2 separate regions of the Arachis hypogaea genome follow, and region 2 is linked to region 1. Evidence: chromatin contacts called from public Hi-C data. All regions are on one chromosome and are shown on one strand. Each heading gives the region's core, a stretch centred on a gene start, on an enhancer-like site or on the middle of the called end of the contact. The rest is flanking DNA. Distances are from core to core; before and after follow the strand shown. Region 1 overlaps LOC112710560 (histone-lysine N-methyltransferase EZA1). Region 2 holds the start of LOC114924432.

Region 1 (7,139 bases), core at 2,088-4,587:
CGTTGTTCACGCCGATGTGTTTGGAAACCGGTATAGTGCACTCTCCGCATATGATTTGTCCACGTGGCAGAGGCTCTTTCTTACACAACTCAGCGGTCCAAGTAAGCTCTTCCCTTCTCGTTCAACTGCTTCGTGTATTCGATATTCGCACTACCTTCAGTATTCGTACGCTCATAAATCATGTCATAGCATACACAGTTCATTTAAAATGTTTCTGTCCTTTCTTTTTATGAAAAAAAAAATGATTTATTTAATTATCATAATTAAAATTTAGTTCTAGAAAGAAAAACACAGTTGTGATTTTTATTATTGCAAAATTAAACTAGTTGTTTATTTAATAATCCTTGCGGGGGAAATTATTTTAAATTCAAAAGAAACAAAAATGGTGAAAAGTAATTTTAAATAAAGTGAACTACGCTATTAAAATTTTTTTATTTTATTTTATTTTTTACTTCTTTAGAATTAGAAGGTTGCATAAAGCTGAACTATTCATTGTTCAATATGTTCTTTTAGCAACATGCTATCTCAATGTGCGCTTGTGTTGCTATTGCGCTTGTGTTGCTATTATCTTTATGTCTTTATTATAATCTTTTCAATCTCAAAAATATATTTAATTATTTACACGTTTGGCACGCTATGCCTGGCAGATTATTCTCAAGTAGATGCTTTTTATTGTTTTTTTTTTCTCAGGGTTAAAAATAAGGTGCAAAAATTTGCCTGACATATTAAAATATGTTAAAAATTAATATTATTTAAAAATATAAAAATAAATAATTATTAAATATTTAAACTTTATCATAAAAATAAGTTAAACAAAAATTAAGCACTAAATTATAAATATTATAGAATTCATCTAAAAATAATATCGAAAAGATTTCTCCTTACAATTATTTTACTAGGAAAATATGCATATTTCAAAAAATATTTCAAAAATAATTTATGAACTACAAAAATTGACCATTATATATTAAAAAGTGGTTTATATAAATAATCAAACTTTTTATAAATATAAAAAATTAATTAGAAAAAAATATTTATAAATTTATTTATATTTTGATAATTGTTATCTAGATTAATTTTTTTATCAATAATAGGTTTACCATTGTAATTATTTTTTAGTAAGAGTATATAAAGAGTACATAGTATATAAGGTGTAATAACTCAATAAATATTTTTAAAAGGAATTTTTCATTCTCTTCAACAATGAGAAGAATTTATTTTTTTCTAAAAAAAAATATAATTACAATGATAAGTCTATTATTGATAAAAAAAAGTAATCTAGGTAACAATAATAAATATAAAATGAGTTTAATTTTATTTCTTATAAATTAGTAATGAATGTAAATCTAATTTGATTATATTATTTATAAAATTTAATTCTAAATATAACCATGTCACTATTATATTTTTTTTATTAGTGTCTAATTGTTTTGCGTCACATATTCATGTATAAAATTTGAAAAATTGTATAGCAAAAAACTTTAATTTTCGGGGATTGTGAGTGCAATAATGTGTTTTCTTTAACATACAAGCATTTTCTCTTTGCTATTTTGCAAATAATTTACCTTTCTTTTGTTATTTTGGTTATAATTAAATGTATGTCATAGTAATAAATATATAATTAATTTGTTACGAGAGTAATTACTTTGGTCTCCTTTGGATTTAAAATTTTAAAACTTGAAAATAAAATATTTTATAATATTTTATTATATGAAAAAATATTGTAGGGAAAGAATTAGAAACCAACAAAGTAGAATTCTTATTTTACATCAAATGTTTGTCAATTATTCTTAGTCAAAATTGACGAAATCAACAAATGTTAAGATAAAGTATTCTTTTCCCATTTAGTTCACTAATTTGAGCTTGCTGCTTCTGGCCATGGTTTAATCCTTGGTAGAATGGTAGGTACGAAAATTGAACGGAAAGATTTCGCGAATTTGTATCAGATTTAAGACATGAAGAGTGTATAACGCTGTCTAAATCGTTCGACATTTATGCAAGTGTAATGTAGTAGTCTATTCCGTCGTCATATGGATGATTGTTACAGCTTATATCACCTCAATAAATCCATCATGGAATTTGAAAACATGTGCAAGCAAACATATTGAAAAGGAAAGGTCCTACCTCCGTCTTTCTCATTGCATGCCCTTTTTATATCTTTTGTTGGCTCCTACATAGAGTATATTTCATGTTGTGTTGGCTTCAACCTAGTTTTTTGTGGTAGTATTGCGATTGCAAAATTTTTAGATCAGAAATTCTAGGGAACTAGTTTCTTTTGGCCAACACTACATATCTATATGATTACACCCACGATTGTCAAGCATTTTTCATAGAGATATTTGGTTTAATTCATTTTCAATATGTATTTTATATTACAATATATATTTTATATGAATGACTGATTTATGGTGTACATCTAGCGTGAATGTGGAGTAATACACATGGACTAGTATACTTTGCAAACACATAAGCCTTACTAATAATACCATCATCATATTCATCATCATATTTTATGCCAACATATCATCTATACGATGCTAGTGCTGTGCTATTTTGTGGTACAATTATGCCTATATCCATGTTCTTTTTTGTCTTTTTAGCTTTTCATGTAATAATGACAGATTTCCAACATTGGATGTAGGTGACGAGAAATCTTTTGCCGATGATGTTGATGTTGATGCAGAAGGCAATGCATATGTCACTGATGCAAAAGCCGGCAAAATATGGAAGGTTGGGGTGGAAGGGAACCTCATAACGATTATAAGAAACCCTCTCTTCACCCCAAAAGAATGGTACAAGAAATTCGTAGCCCTAAACGGAATTGTTTACCACCCAGATGGGTTCCTGATTGTGATTCACACTTTCAGTGGCAACTTGTTCAAGATTGATTTGACAAAAGGTGAGGAAGTGAAGGTGATTAAGGTAGCCGGAGGACCCCTATATTTCGGAGACGGTTTAGCGCTGTTGTCTCCTACTAAATTGGTAGTTGCTGGGAATCCTTCTGGAAGATTAGTTGCGAGCAAAGATGGGTGGGAAACTGCTGCTGTTGTGTCGAAATTCTCAGGGCCTATGCATCGCTTGGCAACTTCAGCTACTGTGAAGGATGGGAAGCCGTATTTAAACCACATGATTGGAATTGGTTACCCCAAAAAGAAGTTTGCTATTGTAGAAGCAGTTTTTTAAGAGAGTGTTTTTTTTCTGTTTTTCTGAATTTAAAAGAGTCAGGGTGACAGAATCAGAGTTAAGGGGGAATTTGTGCTGTCTGATGGGTTTGATTTTGTAACATATCTTCTCCTTAATATCAACACCTATCTGTATCTCAAGTGGCCTGAGGATGTTTCTATGTTATGGCGAGTGGATCACAAGGCCTTTCTTCTGGGTTTCTTTAGGCCATATTGCATCGAAGGAATGTGGAACTGAAAATTTAAATTAAAAAATAAATGTGATTTGACTATTTGAGATTATCAATTACTTTAGACATATTAGCAGATCAGAGGCCCTATATGCTATGTAATCCTGCTAGAGTCAAACATAATTAGATTGATCTTGAGAGAAGACACCAAATTAGGTGCAGGTGTGTGGTCCGTTGTAATTCATAAATTTCCGACAGTGTGAGTTCTTAAAGTTACCCAAATACGACCCTAACTGGTTGAGCCAAACTATTTGAATATGAAGGCTTCCTTTGTACTACTTCTATCCAAGAACAAAACTATTAGCAAAATTCATATGTTTCATATAGATATGACATCATTTCACAGCTCAATAAAAGAATATTCTCAAATAGCATGCGTACATGAATTCCACATGTTGGATTAGTTGACCAATGTAAAAAGCTACATGCAGATTAGACACAATCATATATATATTTAAACACAAATACATGATATGATGACTGATTTTTAATATGCATGTAGTATTTTTGTATTCGTTTGTATATCAATAAAATCTAAAAGGTGTATATAACGGTGAAGATATATATAACACAACCCCTCCCGAAACACAAATTAGTACTTTATTTCTACTGTCTTAGCAATCAAACGTCTTAATTCAAGCTTATACAGTTATAGCAACATATACATTTTATTCACAAAAAAAAAAATGCCAGATCAAGGTATTTTACATGGGAAAATAAATAAACCTCGGATTCGAATTTCTATACTTAGTCCCTACTCAAATAGCTTATTGACCATATCCTTTATTGTTTAACTGTATCATATATTTCATACGAATACCTTAGTCATACTAGCATATGCATACCTATTATTATTTTGATTCCTTATGGCACGTTTCCTCCATGCACATAGGACGTCACACATGATTGGAGTAAGGCAACAAAATAGTCACTAAGGTTGCCAACCAACTTTAAATCCTCCCCTAAATTCAAAAATCTCAAGAGGTCCTTGATACTGTCAATACTAAGAACCAACTTGATCAGCTTTTCCCGAGCTAAAAAGTTGGAAGCATTTGTAACTATGGTGTGTTTGGTTAGAGGCAAAAAGGGAGTAGAAGTTTTCATAAATAAATCAATGTATAAGAATACAGAGATCAAGCATGAAATTTTCCACTCCAATTTTTATCCCAACCAAACAGACCCTTAGGGATAGATTTAAAGTTGGATGATGCCAACTTTAAGACTAATTTAATCGCTTACTCCACAAGTTTGTCTCAGGAGAGAATATACTGGTAGAAGCCAAAAGTATATACATTGTAAACCTTACGCCATGCCATATTCAATGTGACTGGTGTTTCTTTGCTCTGCCTTGAGTAACTGCTGATTCATCTCTCTTGGATGCCTCAGGTTTACGTGCCCATGGTGGTGCTTGATCTGGACCATAGCGGTAATCATAGAACAACTCCTCACTAGCATCAATATGTTCCTTGGCAAATATGCCTACTCGGTGGTCTCCAGCAACCAACATCACCTACGCAGCCAGAACAAGTGGCCAACAATTGGACAATTTAAAGATCAACTTCAAAATACAGATACTAAAAGGTCAAGGTTTCTTTCATTGAAGAAAAAAATGGTTAAGCTTTGGAACTCCCCAAAGACATGAGTTTCTGGCCTCACCTTAGCATAGCAGTTGGGATTTGAGGAGTGGTTCGCAAATTTCAACTTATCTCCTTTGCGATAAGCATCAAGAACATACTGTAAAGAGATAGATATCACATGTAGAGTCATAAGTAATCATAGGAAACCTCAGTAAACTATAGCTTTCCATGAAAGAAGCATGAAGGAAAACTAGATTGATTAAAGCATAGCTAAAAAATATACATCAACTAAGAATTCCTATTGGCTGAGATCTACTGTGTCACAGACTGTCTCTACTAAAAATTTCAGCCAGAAAATCAGTGGTTTACTATCATAACATGTTACAAAAAAATAAAATATTGTGCAGTTGAAAGGTAAAAGGAATATGATCGATCACTCAAAGATTACAAGGAACCTCAAATCAACAGGAGCCAGAAAAAACAACAAATTTAGATAAAATGTGGGTGACACGAGCCACTTGCCTGATCATTTAAGTCGAATAGGAAAGAGGAGTTTGCACGATCATATATTTTCCCACGTTTATCTGCTTCTCGGTGGGAGATCAGTTCCCCTGTGTACTCTCCTAGATAATCATTTTTGTTAACTGGGTTCTGAAATGTTATCACCAATGAGTAACAGGAACAAACTAAAATTAACAGAAAACAAACAAGTCCCATGAATCTCAAGTCTCAACCTTCAAGAAGGCTCCCCATCCTGCAATATCAGACTTTGCCAAGAGAATCTGAGAGGCATAAGCATAAGAACAATACACTTGAGGCAGACATAATTGCATCACCCAATCATGATTTTTATTCATAAAAATAAGAATGGAATGCAGAAAATATTAAACAAACAAGCTCATGGTTGCTAACCCTCTGTTGCTGCCTCAAGAGAAGCCTCATATTTCCACATTGACCATCTCCACGACGAGGGGGCTCCCCTAATGAACCATCTCCACAACTGAATGAAGAATGTAATATTTATAAGTAACCATTGGAAAATGTTCAGAGGGAGGCAGGACATCAGTCCAAACTCCAAAGTAATTGCTGTGGTTTCAATTGACATTAAGGTTATGGTGAAGTTGAAAAAAATCAACTCACAGTCTGTCTTAGTAACACAATTATCTCTCCAGCAATTACCTATTTTTTTGGTTTAAGAACTGCCTTACATTTTCTTGAAGGATAAATGATTTACCAGTTTAATTACTCTAGAAGGCTATATAGTTTTAATCAATTCTCAATTTGATCTCCTACAATTTAAAAGTTTCTAATCAAGTCCCTATATTTATTTATTTTCTTTTTAAAAGAAATTCAACCATGTTCTTACTACCATAAACTGATACCAAAAAATCATACTACATGGAATAATCAATGAATATTCTTTAAACAACCACCGGCATAGCCCATACCATGACCAGAAACACCATAGAACAATTCCATCATTAATAAAATGAAAAAAAGAGTATTATTAAAGAAGAAACCAAAAATTAAAGACACCCCTTCTTCATGAGAGAGAGAGAGAGAGATATGTGGGTTAAAGTAGGTGCATTGTTATGCCACCAGATCATGTGCATTTGGAGTCAAGAATATTCCATCTGTTTAGGCAGTGATTTTAATTTGAAAAGCTTGAGGTTATTGAACTCCTTAGCTCATATATTTATATACACTAAATCATTACAATACCTACTAAAGAAAAAACACAATTATTCACAATAGATTCTAATCTAACCTAGTTGACACCTAACAGCTAATTGACTGAATTATCTGAATATAATATCAACATCCCCCCTAAAGCTGGAGCATATATATTATATGCACCAAACATGTTAGAAATGTAATTACTACGAGGACCTTTGAGAAACTTTGTGAGAATATCAGCCAATTGTTCACTTGAATTAACAAATTCAGTGATAATTTCTTTAGATATAACCTCTGCCTTATGAAATGACAATCCACCTCTGTGTTTAGTTCTTTCATGAAATACTGGATTGGAGGCAATGTGGAGTGCTGCTTGATTATCACAATATAACTTTATTTGGTTAACTGTCCCGAACTTCAACTCTGAAAGGAACTGCTAGACCCATATTAACTCACAACTCGCCATGGCACGA
Region 2 (7,139 bases), core at 2,577-5,076, 100 kb before region 1:
GTCTTAGCCATTAAATCAGCCGCTCTATTTGCTGTGCGCGGGATGAGAACTAAAGTAGCTGTCCAATTGCGCTGGAGCATCTCTTTGATTTTGTCAAGCAGATCAGAGTCATTCCTAATCATGCTGGTTGTGCCTCGCGAAACAAGAAGAAACGCATCAAGATTATCAGTTTCACAGATGACCTCTTTGCACTCGCAATCTCAAGCCATAATAAGCCTTCTCTAAATAGCATGAAGCTCACAACAGAGAACACTAGAAAGAGGTATACTGGCAGAATAATCTTTTATCCAAATTCTCATGCTGTCTCTAATAATACATCCAAAGCCAGCTAATTGCTCATTTTCAAAAACGCTTGCATCGCAGTTCACTTTACAAACATTCATTGGAGGTGGTTCCCAGTTATATTTCAAAGAAGGAATAATATGTTTTTTGTTGGTAACAACATTAGAAAAATCTCGAGCAGCATGTTTAACCAAGTGAACAATTTTCTCCTTACTCCATGGATCTTCTTGATGGAAGATGTCATTGTTCCTATCCCTCCAAATCCACCAAAAGGCCGCTGCAAAGAGAAACTCATTTTTATTGAGGTTAGTACGAATCCAAGACACAAAATCCAAACTAGAGTCCTCAGCGGTCATTCTCAAATTTAAGCTAATCCAAATCTGACGAGCTTTTTAGCAAGTCCTAAAGCAGTGGTTAATATCCTCTTGAGCAAGATAACATCTCTGACAAAAATTTAGAAGTAGCAAGACCTCTTTGAAAGCGGTAACTAGCTGTGGGAACTCCGTTGTTGAGGCAAAGTCAGAGCAAACACTTTATCTTCTCCGGTATTCTCAAGCGCCAAAGCCAAAGCCAATTTTCATTATCATTCCAGCCAAATTTCTTCTTCAATAGCCATTCATACCCTTTTTTAGTCGAGTAGGTGAGAGTATTTGAGTTTGTCCAAAACCAACCTGTTTTATCTCATGCCTGCTTGATAGGATCAAAGAGCATCAAATCAAGTTTAACTTCTTCTGGAATAATTGTGCAAAGAATATCCCACCGCCAATGCCCATGGTGTCAGACATCTTCTAACTTCAAGTGAGAATCAGAAATGTGCACAAAAGGAACCAAAGGAGCTAGCATTCCATATGGTCGCCAAGCATGATACCAAAAGGATTGAGACATCATGCCTGTACACTAATCAAAACCATCACGAAGCTTTTCTATTGTCTTATAAATTGCCCGCCAAGTGCTTGAAACATTATTAAAAAAATTGGGTGAAAAGCAAGAACTCCCATATAAATATTTTGCCAACATAATTCTTACCTAAAGCTTATCTTTATGATGCAGTAATTGCCAAACAAGCTTTCCGAGTAAAGCAAAATTTACACATTGGGTATCTCTAATTCCCAAGCCTCTATATTTTTTTGGAGTGACAACTTTGCTCCACTTGACCAAATTTATGCAACGCTCCCCCACCTTTTCCTTCCACAAGATTTGTCTAAGTACAGAATCAATCTTTTGACAAATCGAAGTAGGAAAAAGAGTCACTTGCATCTAATAAATAGGAAGAGAAGAAGCAACAGATTTAATTAAGCAAAGCCTGCTTGCTCTGTTAAGGAGCCGACCTTTCCAACTAGCCAGCCTATTCTTGATCTTCTCTAAAGAGTCCGAAAAAATAGATCTAGCAGCTCGAGGATGATTAAGGTTCACCCCAAGTATTTGCCTAGGTCACTAGTAAAGGGAATATGAGAAACACCAGACAACATTTTCTTCCTTCTATTAGAGATATTTCTAGAACAAATAACTTTAGATTTTTCAATGTTAACCTTCATACCTGAAGCTTTACAGAACAACTCCAAGGTGTGCACAATATTCTGAACTTGACTTTTCTTCGCTTTACAAAAAAGGAGGAGATCATCTGCAAACATTAAGTGAGAAACTCTAGGTCCCCCTCTAGAAATAGCCACACCATCCTAAATACCCTCGTCAACTTGTTTGGAAATAAAGCACGCCAATCTCTCCATGCACAAAACAAATAAATAAAGAGAAATTGGATCTCCTTGCCTGAGCCCTCTGCGAGGTTGGAAGCTGTCCAATCTATTCCCATTCCAAAGGATGGAAAGATTTGAGGCCTGAACACAATTCATTACAAGCCGAATAATTTGAGAAGGAAAGCCAAAAGATTCAAGAGTGTGCTCAAGAAAATTCCAATCAACTCTATCATAAGCCTTTTCTAAATCAATCTTAAAAGCCATAGCTCCTTTTCTAGACTTTGTCTGCTTAAGAAAGTGAAGAACTTCTTGGGCGACAATAATATTATCAGGTGCTCCTCTACCATGAATAAACCCTCCCTGAGTTGGGCTAACAATCTCATCCAAAAATGGTCGTAATCTATTAACCAACACTTTAGTCACTAGCTTATAAATTACATTACAAAGGTTTATTGGCCGAAAATCCTTCAATCTAGTTGGAGGGCCGCACTTAGGGATAAGAACAATCAAAGTTTCCAACAAGGAATGGCTTAATGTCTCCCCTAAGAATGCTTTCTGAACAGTACGTCATACCTCATGACCCACTACATCCCAATATTCCTTGAAGTAAAAAACTTGAAAACCATCCGGCCCAGGAGCTTTGAACGAGCTCATATTATCCAGAGCTTCTTTAACCTCCAACATTGTTACTGGTTTAGACAAATTATCACAAGCATCCTAGCTAAGAGCTGGCATAGGAATTTCTCCCATGGAATTAACCTCAACAGGCTTAGTAGAACAAAAAATATTTTTGAAGAAATGAACAACCTCCCTTTGCAAAACTTCCGGATCATCAGACCAAGACCCATCACTGACCAGAAACCCATGAACCTTGTTAGATTTTCTTCTAAGGATGGTTTGCATATGGAAAAAGCTAGTATTTCTATCACCATACCGAATCCATTGATCTCTTGACTTCTGGTACCAAAGCATTTCTTCCTGGGCCAAAACTATATTATACTCAGCTCTCAATTCTTCCTCTTTATGCTTCAGAATCGGATCATCGTCAGCTTCTATTTTTCGTTGAATACGATTCAAATAACCCTTCAATTCCCTCTTTTTAATAAAAATATTGCCGAAGACCGTAGAGTTGAATTCCAACGAAGCTTCTTGGACCCCAGCAACTTCCTATGAATGCCAAAGTCTGTACTATCCCAAGATTTCTGAACAATGGCCTTGTAACCAGGATGCGTTGCCCATGCCGCTTGGAATCTAAAAAGCCGGTTTCCTTTCTTGATAGGAACTTCTTGACATCGGATAAGTAGCGGACAATGATCAGAGTGGGAACGGCTGAGAACTTCAACAAAAGATTATGGAAAAAGAAGGCACCATTCTATAGTACAGTAAGCTCTATCCAATCTCTTTGCAATTTCTTTGTTTCCTTGAATTTTACGAAACCAAGTAAACCGTCTTCCAGAGATTGTCAGATCAAAAAGACCACAAGAATCTAGAGTACTTGCAAAGATATTACTGCGATTCGAATAGAAATTACCCCCCTTCACCTCATGAACACTCAAAATATCATTAAAATCCCCAACCACCACCCACGGGTCCTGAATGCACAAATCAATATCAAGCAGATGACTCCATAATTCTACTCTATTAGTGGCTTGAGGCCTGCCATAAACCGCACTGCAGATCCATCTTCGCCCACCACCATCAATTTCCAAAGTTATACATTGATTTATAGCCCAAAGAATTTTACAAGAAAAAATTAAATTAGCAGAGAGGAACCAAATTCCTCCCATGTATCCAACAGCATCTACAATCCCTACAGGATAATAGCCTAATCTCCCCCAAAATTCTTTCATAGTTTCAAACCCAATATGAGTTTCCACCAAAATAAAAAAAAGTTGGTTGAAACTTTCGTACCAACTCCTTACAGTGCACCCGAGACATCTTATTTGACGTCCCCTAACATTCCAACTAATAATATTTAAATGGTCACAATCCATAAAAAATAAATTAAATAATTGGAATGTTTAATCATTCTACCTCATGTTGATGGACCCTTGTCTCCAAGTGTCTTCTCGTGGATTTGCACCGCAGAACCATCATTCTTCTGTGGAGGTTAGTTCTCTAAGTTCGTTGTTGCACTAACTTTGTTAAGCTCTTTTTGTACTCGAGAATCCATTGACAATGCTTCAATAGGTGAGTTTTAAAGCGAAATAGGACGCTGCCTTTTGTGTCCTGCTTTAAAAAAGGGAGTACTCTGATCCTTGAAAGCCACCTTGAGTTGTTCCCAAAGTGCCAAGCGTGGATGGAGGATCCTTCTTTTCCTTAGGCCCCACCTTTACATTTGATAAGGACTTCACCTTTGCATTTGATGAGGATCCAGCATGCATGTTATTAGACCCAAAAGAAAATTTCTTACTCACCAAATTGGAGCATATTGCTACATTGGCTTTTTTTGGCACCACATTGGGACCTTTACCCACTTTTTTCTTGCCCTTTCTACTAACTGTAACCCATTCACCCTCTTTTGCACGAGTATCCCTTTCCATGCGTGAGTCTTGCAAATTATCATGCACAAGACCTGCTGCACCATGCTACTCCATAATTGGAATTGATTTGCCATTAATTCCACCGTTTTCTCATTGTTATCCACATGAAATAGTGACGGCAAATTTTTTTCCTTCACCGTGCTTTCCTTCCCAAAGCTATTGTTGTTCTCTTTCGCACATTCTCCTGTTACATGCCCAAAGCAGCTACATTTTTCACAAATTAAATTCAAGTGCTCATATTCTAGTCATACATATGACCATCAACTTGAATTTTTTTATAACTGGAAGTCCCAAGTTAAGTTGCACACATGCTCTTGCATACTTTCCCCTCTCTACAGACTTGGTGGCTAAGTCGATGTGGATCGGTTTGCCTATAGCTGACGCAATTATTTTCATGTCTCTCTCTTGATAATAGTTAATGTTTAAACCTGTGATTCTTATCCAAACTATGGTAGACCCAAAAGTGTTTTCACAAGGTCTAAATGAAGAACTCCAAGGTTTAACCGCAATATAACTACCAGTAATCATCCATGGTCCTCCAAGAAGAACTTTCTCTCTATCCTCCAAGAGATCAAATTTGACTAAGAAATAGCCAAAACCAACATCTAGTACCTCATATCCTCCTTTGGTTCTCCAGACGCCTTTAAGCCTGTGCGTGATCGCTGTATAGCTAAAATTTTTTTCAAGAACTTTGATCACGATGGCATCTTTGTAGGGCTCTGCCAATATCTCTTTTGCTTCTTCAGTGAACGTCACAATTGGTATCTCCGAATCGCCTTGCTTACCAACTACTGTAGCCAAGTTATCCCTATCAAGAGAATCAGCAACCTCCAAAGCTCTCCTTGCTGAGGCACCAATAACTTTATTTCTGAGATATCTGCTGACTTTGAGTCTTGTTACCGTCTCCTTTAATCCCATCCTTTTCACCTAATGCATGCCCCCCTCCGCTCTCCCCTTTATTGCTTCCGCTGGCATGGCCGGCTGCCTCGCTATGTGCCACCCTCGAAGACTCTCCCCCGCTCTGCCCACTCTCCATTTCACGTACTCTCATAGAGATATTGAGTGCTTGAGTACTTGTTACTTCATCTTAACCATGAACCATTTGATTTAAAATAATGACTTTATTTTTTATGCACTGAATTTAATTACAATTATATCCGTTTTCTTAACGATTATTTATGTAGTTAATATAAAAGATAGTTATTTTTATTAATATAGCGTTACATAATTAAATACACGTATAAAATTATTTTACATTATTAGTCTATTAAAATTAAATTTTTAAATAATTACAAAAATTAATTAATTAAATAATTGGATGATTATTTCGTCCATTATTGTATACTAAGTGTAAACTAAAATTTTACTTTTATTTTTATAAGTGTTCTAATAAAATTCTTTAAATAAAGCATATAATTTTATTTTATTTTTTTTGGGAGTATTTTTTATTTTTTAATTTTTTTAGTTAACGGGTGTCTGTCTATCAATAATAAATTTTTAATATAAATATATTATAAAATATTATTTTTGATATATTATTAGTGTAAAATAATTTTACATATGTATTCAATTATGTAATACCACATTAATAAAAATATTGCATAAATAGTCATCCATAAAGACAGATGTAATTTTAGGACTGTATAAAATATTTTACGCTATTAATACATCAAAATTAAACTCATTATAAATACACGGTTTAATTACGTTACAGCTTCTTATAATTTTACCAAATTTTCAATTTAATCTCTATATTTTTTTCTTTTCAATTGAATCTTTATACAATATATATATATATATATATATATATATATATATATATATATATATATATATATATAACATAATATTCTGTTAAAAAAACAAATATTCTCACCATTAAAATACGAGCTCTAATCGAAAACACCTCTATATTTCGAAAATTCAAAAGAACCCTTGTCATTTTCCCATACTCACACTGTCATAGCCCTAACTTCTACGTTGAGCTCCCGTTGGACCCACCACATGTTGCCATCTCATCGCATCTCCTCTGTTCGTCATCCCTTGCATGCTCATCGCCAGGGGTCTTACTCCTTCTTCCTTGTATTATGTTCGTCCACCATCATTGCACCCAACGCCTGGTGTGCTCCACTGCTCGTGTCTTGTCTCTTTTCTTGCAACTGTGCTTCCTGGGGAGTGCTCGCGTCTCGCTGTGTCGCACCTCCGTCCCTTCGTCGCTCCCTCACCTCTCTTCTACGAGTGTTGCTGCCTACACTACATTGCTCGATTCTGCCGCTGTAACAACAGTCAACATGTAAGTTTTTTTCCAGTTATTCTAATATTCTATATTAATTTTTAATAGTTGAAGTATTGATGTTATTTCTGTTAATTTTATTGTTGTTTGATTTATGAATCTGATTAGAATATGGCAGAGGTTGAACTTGAACTTGAAATGTTGAAATGTTATACAGAGGTTGATTTATGAATCTGTTCTCCTCATTGTTATTGTAGTGATAGGATGAATAGCATGTTATTGAAAATGCCTATAACATTGGGCGTTTTCTAGCTTTCAATAAGTATTTATATGTTTTTTTCCTTTTGTTTTGGTGTAGTGAAGTGAGATTCGGATTTCACTATAGAC

The links. A called contact is a pair of places that touch in the nucleus more often than the background predicts.
Region 2: a contact with region 1 is called in a Hi-C map of an unstated tissue, with 6 times the contacts expected there. The contact joins the promoter of LOC114924432 here to the enhancer-like site in region 1. A contact is called at or near these places in 2 of 8 Hi-C or Micro-C datasets (leaf and an unstated tissue).

The regions. Positions count from the first base shown.
Region 1 is chr9:17,668,254-17,675,392 of arahy.Tifrunner.gnm2.J5K5, reverse strand. It overlaps LOC112710560 (histone-lysine N-methyltransferase EZA1), which reads right to left. Exons shown (of 17, transcript XR_003156895.3): 13 at 5,902-5,989; 14 at 5,724-5,771; 15 at 5,512-5,640; 16 at 5,069-5,146; 17 at 4,062-4,922. It overlaps LOC112710561, which reads left to right. Exons shown (of 2, transcript XM_025762832.3): 1 at 1-101; 2 at 2,642-3,454. The coding sequence ends at 3,183. Among protein-coding and RNA genes, the nearest start is that of LOC112710561, 4.1 kb to the left of the region's middle. Within about 2 kb of position 3,337, at least 3 of the 3 cell types and tissues checked have open chromatin away from gene starts, as enhancers often do.
Region 2 is chr9:17,772,478-17,779,616 of arahy.Tifrunner.gnm2.J5K5, reverse strand. LOC114924432 reads right to left here and starts at 3,826. Exons shown (of 3, transcript XM_029288988.1): 1 at 3,358-3,826; 2 at 3,199-3,305; 3 at 2,694-3,143. The coding sequence starts at 3,826. The coding sequence ends at 2,694.